Regions from separate parts of the Mus musculus genome. Here all the other regions are linked to region 1. The links are chromatin contacts, called in public Hi-C and HiChIP or PLAC-seq maps. All regions are on one chromosome and are shown on one strand. The core of a region is the stretch at or near the end of the contact, and the rest is flanking DNA. Distances in the headings are between cores, read along the strand shown. Region 1 holds the start of Axin2 (axin 2). Region 2 overlaps Cep112 (centrosomal protein 112). Region 3 has its middle 15 kb from the start of Gm36876.

Region 1 (4,305 bases), core at 922-3,421:
CACAAGGGACTCCCCGGGCTGCACTTCCTCCACTGCCCCAGCCCTGGGGTAATGAAGGAGCAGCCAAGCTCTCCGGTTTAAAGGCAGCCTGTGATGACTGTGGGTGGCTCAGGGGCAGTGGGGGGTCAGTGGGGACAACTCAAGGGAGGAAACCACCCATGAAGACCCAGGTTCCAATTCCTTTCTGAAAGCCTCCTCTTTTCTGAACCTTGTTTATTTTGATTTGGGATGGTTTGATGATTCTATGTCCCCTCCCCGAGAGAGAGAGAGAGAGAGAGAGAGAGAGAGAGAGAGAGAGAGAGAGAGAGAGAGAGAGAAGAATCAGGGGTGGGGTGGGGTACATATGTGTACACCCTTGGGTTTTTGCACTGTACTTGCTTCTATGGCAGTTCATGCCTCTCTCTACACTTCTGTTTCTGTGACAATACCTCTGTGGCCCAAGGACCCTCAGGAAACAGTTTTGCTGGGGTTGATGGAGGAGGTGGGCGGGTATGCCTTTGGTCTAGGATTCCATATACCATGTCAGAGCTGGAAGGCAGAGAGAATGGAGAGCCACCCAGTATCCTCACACCTGGTAGTTGTCTCAAGATACAGATGCATTATGGGAACACGCTTCCTCTGGTCTTCCCCGGAAGGACCACATTTCACAGCCGGGACTGCTGGCTTTAGAGAGGTCAGCTCTGGTTGCAAGGAAACCCAGGTACATTGACCATGGAGGAAGAGCAGGAGGATGAGACCCACCGGGCCTCCTTTCTAGGCTGTGGAATTTGAGGCCTAAGGTGTGTGAGCTCTCTGGCCCTTTGCTGCAGCCCGGGTTCTTTCTCCAGTAGAACATGGGGGACACTTTTCCCTCTTTGGACAGCCATGTTTCTTACCTGTTTCAAAGTCTCCAAAGCGGAATGTTCGCCCTCCCTTCAGAAGGCCAGGCCCTTGCTTCTCTCGGCTTTCCTCTCTTTGGATTACTTTGCCCTGGGCTCCGCTGTTGATATTTTGTTGCTGCTGTTGTGTTACTGCTTTGTCTCTGAGAGATTGAGCCTTAGGTAGCCCAGGCTGGCTTCCATTTTACTAAGTTGGTCTTGGAATTCTCATTCTATTGATTGGCTCTACCTTGGGGTGGCAGCCATGTGTCACCAACTCTGGCTTATGTGGTGCAGGGGTTGGGGCGGAACTGAGCGTTTGTGAAGTAAGAACTCTATCAGGCTACCTACTCACTTCCATTCCCCCCCCCCCCCCCCCCCCGCAAGTTTATCAGCTCATCCACGGGGAAATGCTCTACAACAACAGATGAATGAATAAGTGTTCTGAACTTATGGCATATTTTTTTAAGGCCCGTGCCTTATAAATATTTTGGGGAGAATGTGGAAAGGAATTCGAAGGTGACAGTGGGGTGAATTTTTAATACTTTAACACCGCGTATGTGTGGGAGGCATTCCACGGCTGTTTAATAAGTAACATATGGGATGGTGGCAGCCCTTTGGGAGAGTGTGGTGGGCACGGATTTGTTGGGGAAAGAGGTCCATGAGTGTGCAAGGAAGGTGCTGACTGATGTGTAAGGTTGCAATATTGGGGAACTGAGGTGCGCACCTTGATTCCACTGTGGAGACAAATTCACAACCGCCCATCTTCATCCAAACACAACTGTCCACAAACTATTTCTATATTAGTGCAAATAGATACTGGAGCACAAGTGCACACACACACACACACACACACACACACACACACACACACATACACACACATCATGCCTTCTGAGTCAGAGTACGCCCTAAGAATTGGCCAGCGGATCTAGCTCCTACCAGAAGGCTCTCCAAATTCCCAGGGAAATTTGAAAAAAGGTAGGAACGTGTTTGATTTGATGGAGGGGGGCGGGGGGGGGGCGGGTGCTTTATTGCAGTTCTTGCAATGGCCAGAGAGAAACTGGCATTCTAGAGCTGGAGAGCGCTAGGTAGGCAGGGGGAGGAGACATGAGCAGAGGCTGGAGAACTTGAAACATGAAATCAATCAGAACTCCGGCCGAGAACACCCCGGGGCCGCCAGCAGCCGGCGGGGGGCAGACGAGGGCCAAGGAAGGGTTAACGCGGGAGCTGAGTGTGCCACGGGGGCCGGGCCGGGGCGGGGCAGAGCGGGCGCGCGCTGTCCCTTTAAGGCGGGCGGCGCGCGGGCCGGCCGAGCGCCTCTGTGATTGGCGCGGCGGGATCACTGGCTCCCCGAGCCCGGCCCGGGGGAGTCGGCTGGAGCCGGCTGCGCTTTGATAAGGTCCTGGCAACTCAGTAACAGCCCAAGAACCGGGAAATAAAAATAAGCAGCCGTTCGCGATGGATTTCGGGGCCACCCGGAGGCCGAGGCGTCCGCCTCCCCAAAGGAGAGCTTTGCTGTAAAAGGTGGGGTCGGAGGCTCGGTCCCGTCGCAGCCGTTTCTAAGAAAGCTCCGTGCGGCCGGGGGCGGTTGGCAGCGGGGCGCGGGGCCGCGGGAGGGGGCGACCGGGAGCAGGCCGGGGTAGTAGAGGGGTGCGGATTGCACGGCCCCCCAAAAGGGGCGCTGGAGCGCGCTGGGCTGGCCCGGGTGCGGCTCGCATACCTCCCTTCCAGGACCGTGCGCTCGGCTCGCGCCTTTGAAGTGCACAGTTAAATCCACAGCGCAGTTTTTGTTGGAAGCGCCCGGAGGACATTTGGTGCGCCTAGTGACTGCTGGAAACAGGACCTGGGTTGAAAGCCGGCCGGGCGGGGGCCGGGGGCGGCCGCGGTGGGGGCGGAGGCCCACTCGGATCTTTTGCATAAAAGGGGCAGCGGGGCGCACGATCCCCCCCCCCAAAAAAAACCCGGCGCAGACCTCGGGATCGTTGTTTTCCGTGCACCCCCTCCTCCGCCTCCGCGAGACTCCTCATGTTCCCCACGCCCGGGCGGGCCCGGGGGGGCCCCGGGGCAGCCTCTGCGAGTCCAGCGGGGGACCCGGGCAGGGGCTCTGCCCGCGGCGCCTGCGAGGTCTCCGCAAGGAGTGCGCCAGCGGATCAATGGTGAGTGCCGAGGCCGCGGCGGTCCGGCGGCCGGCGCGCTTTGATGTGCGGGGCGGCGCTTTGAAGTTGGCAGGCCGGCTATTTCGGGGCGCGCTCCGGGCCCGCGCGGAGGGGAAGCGGCGGGCTCGGCGCCCAGCGCTCCGGGGGGTTTGGCCGGGCGGCCCTGCGCGCGGTGAGCTGGAGTCCCCTCCCCTGCGCGGGGTCCGGGGTGGCGGGGGGCCGGTCAGGGAGACTTCTCCAAGTGGCGTTGGGGACGGAGGCGGAGACGGGCAGCTCGCCCTCGGGGGTCGAGTCGCCGTGGGTGTGGATGAGTTGGGGTGTGCGTGTTCATGCGAGTGCTTTTGGAAGGTGGGATGAAAGGGTGGCGGCGCCCCCCGCTTGCCCTCCCCGCCCTTCCACCGCCCCCTCCCACTTCTTTCCCCACTAGTCTCCCCCTCCCATCCGCGGGTCCGCGCTTAGGTGCCGGGAGCGCTGGTGAAGGCTCAGTCTGAGGGTAGAACCGGCCAGAGCCCAGGGCGCTCCCGTCCCCCCGTTCCTCCTTGCCGCCCCTTTTGCGGAGAGGCCGAGACTCCGCGCGTCGCCATTTCTGGACTAGGCGGTTGCTTTCCGTGCCTTTTTCTGCGGGAACCTCTGCGAGGCTTGACACCAGGGAGTTACCCCCATCCGGGCTCCGGGGTCTCCGGCCTCGCTCCTGGTGGACGGCATACCGGGACTCTGGAGGCTTTCGTTTGCAGTTGGGCCGGGGAGGGACGGGACAGGAGGGGCTCAGAGGAGATGAGAGCCTGGCGGCCTTCATCTTCCAGGTAACGGCGCCTCGCCACCTTCTCTGCGCCCGGGTGCGCGGCACTGTCCGGCCCCACCACTTCGGGTTTGTGCCCAGCCTGGCGGCCTGAGCTCCGGGACTGGGGTGGGGTGCATCGACCCAGACCCGGGGTCTCGGGCAGCTGGCCTGGCGTCCCTCCCTGTACCCCGGCCCGCCCCTCCTTAGTTTGATCCTTCCCTGGCTAGGGAGAGAAGCTTGTTTATTGGTTAGATAAGACTTCTTTTCTTTTGGAGAAAGGACTGGCTTGGGATCAGTGTAGTTTGGGATTCTTGGCACAGGCAGTAGTAGCGTGAGAAGCCTTCTGATCCGGTTTTGTTGGGTTCGTGGCTCTAGGAGGTGGACTGGGGAGCCGGGGGCGGCGGGTCTCGAGGTTTCTCTTCTCTCTTTAAAAGTTTGAAGATCAAAGCCTCTAAGTTAGTGAACTGGTTTCTGCTTTGGGGAGGCAAAGAAGACAAGAGGTGTAGAC
Region 2 (4,305 bases), core at 1,275-3,774, 61 kb before region 1:
GCTGGTCTGGAACTCATTCTGTAGGCCAGGCTGGCCTGGAACTCCTTTTGCCTCCTCAGCTCTGGGATTAAAGGTGTGCTCCACCATGTAGTGAGTATTTTATGTATTTTTGTGCTTTGGTGGGTGTTTGTTTGTTGTTTTGGGGGTGGCTTTTGTTTGTTTATTTGTTTATAAAATGTCTCTACATAGCTCTAACTATTCTGGAACTCACTTTGTTGACCAGACTGACCTCAGACTCACAAAGATCTGCCTGCCACTGCCTTCCTAGTGCTGGGATTAAAGATGTGTGCCACCACATCTGAATACCTGAGAGTTTATAGTTCCTACATAAAGAATCTTCATAGTCCCGTTTCCAACACACAGGGAAACTTCAGATATTTAAATTCATGTCAATGGTTCCACAAGGGAAGGATTTCTGCACTCTGAATGCTAAGAACCATACCTGATACATAGCAGCTGCTCATTAAATAATAAAATAGCCAATATAGTTTGGTAATACTCACATTGAGTGTTTACAATATGTAAAATGACTGTATGGAGCCAAGCATGGCCGGGCACAACTTTAATCCCAGCAGTAAGAAGACAGAAGAAGGTGGATCTCTGTGAGTTCAAGGCTAGATTGGTCTACATAGCAAGTTTCTGGCCAGCCACAGGTATATAGTAGGGGGACAGGGGAGAGAGAAAAAGACTATGACATTTGTTTGGGCAGACTGACCTAAAATTCATGAGGAAACACGGGCTGGTTCCAGGTCCTGTCAGCCCTGCCTCAGCCTCCCCAGGCTTGAGCCATCATGCCAACCTGAAGCAAACTTAGCTGATTCTTCTCCACCTCCCTCAGTAAAAGGCTGCATGAAAGCCCTTCCCACCAGTCCTTCTGAGGCTGCTCCTAGGCTCTGCTGTGCTCACCTCTGCATATGAAAACAAAGGATGGGGCAGAGCAGAGCAGAGGCAAGGGCAGCGCTGAGGTGTGGTCTGCCCAGCAGCTTCACTGGAGAGTGTCCATGGGGTCAGCCTCAAGGACCTGACACCCTCAGAGGAGAGTCTTATTTTGGCGGTGTGGGGGAGGGGAGAAATCCAATGCCCACCTGCACGGCCTCTGTTATCGTTCGTATCGTTTCACTGTAATAAAAGCTGCTTCAAGCTCCTGGAACTGTATGTTGATGAGAGAGAGAGAGACAGAGAGACAGAGAGACAGACAGAGACAGAGGGGAGAGAGAGAGAGAGAGAGACAGAGACAGAGACAGAGACAGAGAGGAGAGACAGAGACAGAGACAGAGAGGAGAGAGAGAGAGAGAGAGAGAGAGAGAGAGAGAGAGAGAGAGAGAGAGAGAGAGCTGCCAGCTGCACGGGGCCCTCAGAGTTGGCAGCTGCACAGAGGAGTCTGGCCTTAGAGGGAGCAGATTTAGTTTGAAAGCACAGGTGCCTGTGTTTTTGAAAATTGTTGAAATTCCAATCGATTGCAATGCAGGGTGGGGGAAGGAGGTTAAAGCAGTATGATCCTTGCATCTGTCAAAATTATCAATTGTCCTGTGGGTCATTTGAGCCCTTGGATACCAGGAAGAGCAGGTCGCCACTCTAAGCCAGCCCAGGACCGCTGAGATACACATCCACTTGGGCAGGCTGTGCTTTCCTCCCTTTCAAGCACATTTTGGGTCCTACCGGCTGTACTCTTGCATAACTATGCCCCAGAACCAGCCGTTGCCATGGTTTCAGCTCAGACCAAAGAACCAAGAGTAAACAATTCTGAGCAGATCAAATGCCGCTGATTCTTGATTACATTGAACCATAGCTAAGCTGTCCCCAAACTGTTTTTATGTGGTTGGATAAGGTGTTTTGAATTGATGCCTGATCTATAGGTGTCATTGATCCCATAGACATTTATACCACAGAGCAGTCACATGTACTATAACGACCTCACTGAGGAAACCATTCCTGGCAACAGCTCTGTCCCCCAGCCCTCTACTCCATGGTGGCCCCTACTGTGAAGTCTGTACTGGGCATGTGCTATGAGGCACAGCTCACCACTCCTAACCCTGGGAAGCAACTGTCATGAACCCTGTTTCACAGATGACACAGCAAGAGCCGAGTAACCTTCCAAGGGCCTTAGAGACCAAGCCAGGGATGGAAGTCAAGTTGGCTTAAGTCCAGGAGAAGCTCAAGGGCTTTCCACTCCCAAACCCTGTGTCTAACCTCAGGGAATCCCCAGGATGGATTTGAGGTTTCCAGAAAGCAGTAATTTTCTTTTCACTCACTCACTCATTCGCTCATTAAACAGCCAGTGCATACCAGCTACATGCCCAGCCCTGTAAAAGAAACTGGGGACTGGGAGATAGACAGAGTCGTCCCGCTCCTGAAAAGCTCGTAGGGTTTGGGAACGGCCATGAAACATAACCACAACGCTGAGTGAGGAAAGTCTAGGGTATCGGGTGCAGAGGACGGAGAGCTGGCTTGGGACACAGCAGGGTCACTGGGAGCCACTGGGAAACAGTGAGACAGCTGACTTTTGAGCCAGCAATGGAGGACAAAGAGACTTTAGTCGAGTTTTCCAAAGTGAGAAATGGCCCAAGCCAAAGGGTGACAGTATGAGTGACATGGTACAAGGTGGCAGTGGCAGAAGGTCATGAGGAGAGAGGGAGCCAGATACAGAATGGCACCCAATCAAGATGGCCTCTAGGACACAGCTTGAAATTGGCTCTGTGGCCTTGGGTGGATTTTCGGTAGGGACAGGATGTGACCAGATGTAGAAAAATCCATCATTAATATTCACTTCCTCCAAGTGTTATCCCAGGGATTGTCTGAGTTTAAGTAAAATCCTAACATACTGTATGTGCAGTGTGCACTCATATAAGATGTCTTTCTAGGTCAACTTTCTACAAAAGAGGGCATCTATCCTTCAAGAAGAACTGACCACCTACCAAAGCAGAAGGTATGAGCAGTGCATGACACGCCTTCCGGTTAATGTGTGCTGTGTACCCCTGGAGTCCTTTACCTTGACCTGCAAGTCTTCACTGAAATGTCTAGACACAAGATAAGTCTTGAAAGGAAGACATTTTTAATGAACAGCTTGTCTTGGAGAAGTCACCCACCTCTTTAATCACCGGGCTTAGATTCATCAGAACAAGATTCGGGAATTTCTGGGTGTGGCGAGTAGGTAGGGACCTCACCTGGGCAGTCGGGCAAGGTGTAGTCTTGAAGCCCAACTGAGGACTAAAGGAGACATCATCTTCCTTTAAGACTGTGGCATGATGCAATTCTCTGTGATGGCTCACATCTTCAAAGTCCCTTATCCCCAGGGCTTTGGCACTGTTCTCATGACCAGAATAAGTCAATGGCTTTGTGATGTTAACTATTCACAGAGATGGAATGGCCCAGAGTGCAGAGCTGTGAGATGCAGGAGACCTCCCTAAAGGTTCCCAGTGATATCACCAACCAAGGTGATGTTTACTATGGTCCAGTTCCGTCAGGCAACTTTGCTTTTAAGTGCAGTCACAGACTGGGCTGCCCACTTGGCATCAAAATAAAAGGAATGAGCTTGTGAATCATTTACTTTTCAAAAGATTCTGTGTGCCTGACGATGATAAGATCAGTTGCTTATAGGCATACGTGATGAAATTTTGATAGCAAATACCCTTTTGAACCTCCAACTCCTTCAGAATTGTAACACATTTTACAATTGACTAAAAACCCTAACATGGATTTTTGATTTCCAGGTAACTACATGTGTGGTAGAGTGTGATACATGACTCTCATCTGGGCTGCACCGAGGGCTTCATCCAGCAGGTTTGAAGATCTGGATATTGTAATCTGTGAGATCAATGGGTTTTTTAAATGCTTGAGTATAATTAATATCATAAAAACATGCATCATCCATGCACTGGTTGGCTTTCTTTGTGTCTCCCTAAGTTCTGTTTTTCCATCTCCTTGCTGACTCCATGATTGTACTGGAGCACACGTTGAAAATTGTGTATGTTGGGAGGAGATGTCTGCTTGTGGTGTGCCTTGGTGATGCTTTGCAAGGGTCTTACAAGTTGTGGATGATAAGAATCACGATTGTAGTATCATATCAAAATGCTTAACCTGTTCATGTTGTTCCCATGTTCATTGTTCAGATATTAAAATGTCATTTTTATACTATTCTGTTTTCTTTTTACATTTTATCTCACCTCATCTGCTAAGTATGGCGTATACATGGTATTTTCCCCCCAACAAATACTGATTATATCAATTTCTGCTTTGGAGGAAAATACCTCATACCATGTCAAAGATCAATTCATAATTTTGTCATGAACTGGCTGTCCAGCATCA
Region 3 (4,305 bases), core at 813-3,312, 46 kb after region 1:
TTCTCCCTCGCTCCAAAAGCAGGTTTCTAAAGTAAACAGTTTGTTTTATTTAAACTGAAGGCCCAGTATTACCAACTACTATTTTCTTTCAAACTACCCCCACAGAGTCCCGCCAGGCTACCGTCTTTCCCCTGCCTCACCCCTGCCCCCACCCCGTTTCTTTTTTCAATAGGAAGATGGATCTTCAGGGTAGTGGCAACTGTCTTTTATGACCTAAGAGGAGAACTCATAAATTCCAAACCACACTGTCTCTGTTCACGCCCATGGCTGTTCTCTTTAGGGGTTTGAGTTTCATTTCCCTCTGAGTCAGAGAGGTTGTGTGCTAGCGACCTTGACCAAGCTGGTCTCCAGAGGAGCTCTCCTGTCTTGGAGCATCTACTGATTTCCATGGTGTAAACATTCCCACCGTCATCAATTTCAGGCTACCAACCTCGGGCGGCTTAGATGAGATGTTCACCAAGACCTTCCCGAGGGGGTGGCTTGTTCTAGCACACGCCAGAACAGGATTATAAAACTCTCATTTCTAAGTCCCGTCTTCTCTTCAATCTCTCTCTCCCAAAACTTTGCTGTGTTCTCAGAAGGGCGGACCAGTGAATGCAAGCACACAGGCAGAGGGGCAAGCAGGGCTGGACAATGGTTATTACGCACACCTAAGTGGCATCAAAGCTCTGTGAGTCCACGCATGCGCATTTGTGGGATAGCGGGATACTGAAGCGCTATTGCTCCACCAGGAGTGTTTGCTTCTTACTTCTGATTCCATCCTCCTCTGATTCTAATTAGGAAACATGGATTCAATTTTATGTGACGTGCGGGCTTTCCCCACTATAACTAAGTTCCCACCCCGTGAAAGACTCAGCTTTACCACTTAGAAGTCCACTTAAAGGGACTCAAGGACACGCCTCAGTTGGTAGAATGTCTGCCTTGCATGCACAAAGCCCTGAGTTCAATCCCCACCATCGTGCAAAACAGCTATGGTGGCAATACTAACATTATCATCATCGTAGCATTGGAAGGGTAGAGGCAGAAGGGTCAGAGGTTCAAAGTTAACTTGGACTACATAACCTGGGATCCCTGTTTAAAAATAAACTCTGCCTTAAGGTAATTTATAATCGTGACCTTTCCATTACGTACGAGCTGCGTGGGAGGGAGAAGAATGTGTTTTAAAGAGGCATCCAGACCTATTTTTCTAAACATTAGTTTTATTGAGATACGATTTACATGAAATATGATTCTCTCTTTTAGGGAAATGGCTCGGCAGGTAAAAATTCTAGTCCTGTGCAAACCCAGCAGTCCAGGTTCTGTCCTGGCTGTGTGTCTGGGGACCTGGTGAGGAAGCTCAAGGGGCAGCAGCCATAGAAATAAGAGAGACCCTGCCACAACCATACGAGGACTAACCAAGTCCTGAAATTTACCCTCAACCTCCACACCCACTGTGGCCGTGGCACGTGGGCACCTGTGAGCACACACAGAGACTCAAAATATTAAACACATTTTAAAATGGCGTTTCCTTTGACCACAGTCCAGACATAAAACTGGCCTTTTGCTCAAGGTCTGTTGCAGTCAACCCTCACTTTTCCCTCTGAAGCCAGAAACCATCACCAAGCTGCTTTCTGTTGCTAGGGTCGTTTATCACAAGGTTTCTAGTCTTACTGACTCCTTGCTGTGGAGTCTGCTTTGTGTATTGATGGACAGTTAGCATCCTCACTGGCCTCTGCATAGCCTATCCCTGTTTGTGTTCATGGAAAACTGTTCCAGACATTTCCACATACTATCCCCGAGGAGGGACAAAACCATCCGCCGATGAGAACTGTAGAATTTCCTATAAATGAATCACACAGTCCATACCCTCTTGCGGCCAGCTTGTTTTGTTCCGTGTCCTTTGTAGGGGCTCATCTAGGTCCTTCCATATACATATTTTCCCATTTGATTACTGCTTATTAACCCACAGTATGGATACACCATTTCTTTACTCGTTCCTTTATTGATGGAGAGTGGGCCTGCCTCCAGTTTAGAGATGTTATAAACAGAGCTGTTATTTTTAGCCCGTCATCTTCATCCATTGAGTTGCAAGCCTGGATGGCCACATGATTTCACTTAAGAGTGAAGTCATGGGGTTCTGTGTTTGTCTCCAACACGACAGGAACTTGCCAAACTGTTTTCCTAAGCTGCAACACCAGTGCTCACTGACACTGCTAGGTGTGGAAACCTTTGGGCTCTGGTTGTGGTAGGGCCTATTACTCCCTGTGATTAATTATAATTTCAAACACCGGGTTGTCTGTGGTGAGGATCGAGTTGTACTGACCAGCATCGAGCAAGTTCAGACAAGGAGCTGTCTCTCCACTGCCCCCAGCTTCACTCACTAAACATCTTTTCTGTATGTGGCCAGTTCTGGTCCTTTATATTTCTATACACATTATGTCATCACGTTGTTAATTCCTACCTCAGCTTCTCCCAATTAACCATGGGATGTTAAACTGCGACTCACTTGAATGTGTAGATCAATTCGGACAAAACCACCCTGATTTTGGTGTGTGTGTGTGTGTGTCTGTGTGTGTGCTTGGATCCAAACTCAAGTTCTTATGAATTCTAAATAATCATTCAACCACTGAGCTACACCCCCCACCCCAAATCTATCCTTAAGTCTTTTAACCTTGAACTACCTCTAAATTCTTTCAGTAACATTTTCTCTTTAAACATTTTTATTCATTCATTTTATGTGCATGGATGGGTGTTTTGTCTATGTGTATGTCTGCATACCACATGCATGCAGTGCCTGAGGAAAGCAGAAGAGAACACCAGATCTCCTGGGACTGGAGTTGCCAATGGTTGTGAGCTGCCATGTGGGTGAATTCCCACTATGCTGAATTCCCTTCTTTTAACTTCTGAACTACCTCTCCAGCCTCATTTAAAAAATTAATATACATATATATATATATATATGTATATATATATATATATATATATATGAGTACACTGTAGCTGTCTTCAAACACACTAGAAGATGGCATCAGATCCTATGTGATTTCTGGGAATTGAACTCAGGACCTCTGGAAGAGCAATCAGTGCTCTTAACCACTGAGCCATCTCTCCTTAAAAATAACTCTGTTTATAACAAAATATGTGCATTAAAAATGTATGGTATGTTTTAATTTGTCCATAAGTACATTGTGTTTTTTAAAAATGAGACCAAGGATCATATTTCTCAATTATATGCTAGCATATAGATAGAAGATTGATTAAAAAAAACCAACTATGCTGAATTCCTTTATTATTTCTGACAAATAAAAAAATTAGTCAGCCATAATGGTGCATGCCTTTGATCCCAGAAGTTGGGAAGCAGAGGTAAATGGATCTCTTAGAGTTTAAGACCAGCCTGGTGTACATACTTAGTTCCAGGCAAGCCAAGGCTACATAGTCAGACCTTTTCTCAAAAAAAAAATTAATTAATTAAAAAAATAAATGTGTGTGTGTGTGTGTGTGTGTGTGTGTGTGTGTGTGTGTGTTGTGTATATGAAGGTAAGAGACAATTTTTGGGAGTTGGTACCTCCCTTCTACTATGGATTCTGGAGTTTCAATTCAGGTCATTAGACCCAATTTGGCAAGGGCTTTGATCCACTGAGCCATCTTACTGACCCTTGTGAAAATTTCCTTTGAGTAAAATCATTATTTGCATTTTCATTGACTGGTAAGGTGCTACAGGATGCTAAACAATAGCTGCAAGTCATAAAGTTTATTGCTTCAGGTAAGAAGACATAGACACCCTTCATCTGGATTTCTAGCTTCCTGGGAAGTTTTACCACGAGTGAAAATTGCACACTATCAAATCCTTTTAATACAGCTATCAAGTTGAACACATGTTTAAAAATCTCTTTTTATTGGTAATATGGTGTACATCATTGATTGATTTATTTTTACAATTACTTTATTGTATTTAGTTTTCTTTTGCTTCTTTTTTATTCCTGGCTGGCCTGAAGCTATCTTCTTAGATCAAATGGGCCTTGAACTCAGAGATCAGCCTGCCCCTGGCTCTGCCTCCAAAGTGCTGCTATTAAAGCTGTATACCACTCTGTCTGGCCTTTGGTTGATTAAGGGTTAATTACCTTAGAGGTCCTTCCTGTGGTGATGCATTATGTATTTAAATCATCAGGAGGTTTAATTGCTAAGATTTTTATGTGGATCCCCCCCTCCCCCATTTTGGCCTGTGAACAAGTAGAGAAATGTTTTTTTTGTTTTTCTTTTTCCCTTGAACAAAATCATGGAAGATTGGCATCATCACTCCTTAAGTGCTGCACAGAACTTGGTGGT

Evidence for each region. A called contact is a pair of places that touch in the nucleus more often than the background predicts. HiChIP or PLAC-seq counts read pairs in DNA pulled down with a chosen protein or histone mark.
Region 2: a contact with region 1 is called in a Hi-C map of liver, with 2.6 times the contacts expected there. The contact joins the enhancer-like site here to the promoter of Axin2 in region 1. A contact is called at or near these places in 1 of 39 promoter capture datasets (hippocampal neurons), 7 of 484 Hi-C or Micro-C datasets (cerebral cortex, embryonic fibroblasts, forebrain and 3 more), 4 of 115 datasets of contacts at active chromatin or transcription factors (the SCID.adh cell line, embryonic limb bud, embryonic stem cells and 1 more) and 1 of 9 other capture datasets (adipose tissue).
Region 3: an H3K27ac HiChIP or PLAC-seq map of heart atrium shows a contact between it and region 1, with 3 times the contacts expected there. The contact joins the enhancer-like site here to the promoter of Axin2 in region 1. A contact is called at or near these places in 7 of 39 promoter capture datasets (3T3-L1-derived adipocytes, the HPC-7 cell line, cranial neural crest and 3 more), 3 of 484 Hi-C or Micro-C datasets (nephron progenitors and uterus), 11 of 115 datasets of contacts at active chromatin or transcription factors (CD8 T cells, the SCID.adh cell line, astrocytes and 4 more) and 4 of 9 other capture datasets (adipose tissue, embryonic stem cells, liver and 1 more).

Annotation. Positions count from the first base shown.
Region 1 is chr11:108,918,178-108,922,482 of GRCm38.p6, forward strand. Axin2 (axin 2) reads left to right here and starts at 2,172. Exons shown (of 11, transcript NM_015732.4): 1 at 2,172-2,384.
Region 2 is chr11:108,856,482-108,860,786 of GRCm38.p6, forward strand. Cep112 (centrosomal protein 112) reads left to right here. Exons shown (of 27, transcript NM_001373899.1): 26 at 2,862-2,926; 27 at 3,711-4,134. The coding sequence ends at 3,714. Among named protein-coding and RNA genes, the nearest start is that of Gm36818, 2.8 kb to the left of the region's middle. Within about 2 kb of position 2,525, at least 3 of the 459 cell types and tissues checked have an H3K27ac peak or open chromatin away from gene starts, as enhancers often do. A contact at or near this core is called in liver, where this site is marked.
Region 3 is chr11:108,963,794-108,968,098 of GRCm38.p6, forward strand. No RefSeq gene overlaps it. Among named protein-coding and RNA genes, the nearest start is that of Gm36876, 15 kb to the right of the region's middle. Within about 2 kb of position 2,063, at least 20 of the 459 cell types and tissues checked have an H3K27ac peak or open chromatin away from gene starts, as enhancers often do. A contact at or near this core is called in heart atrium, where this site is marked.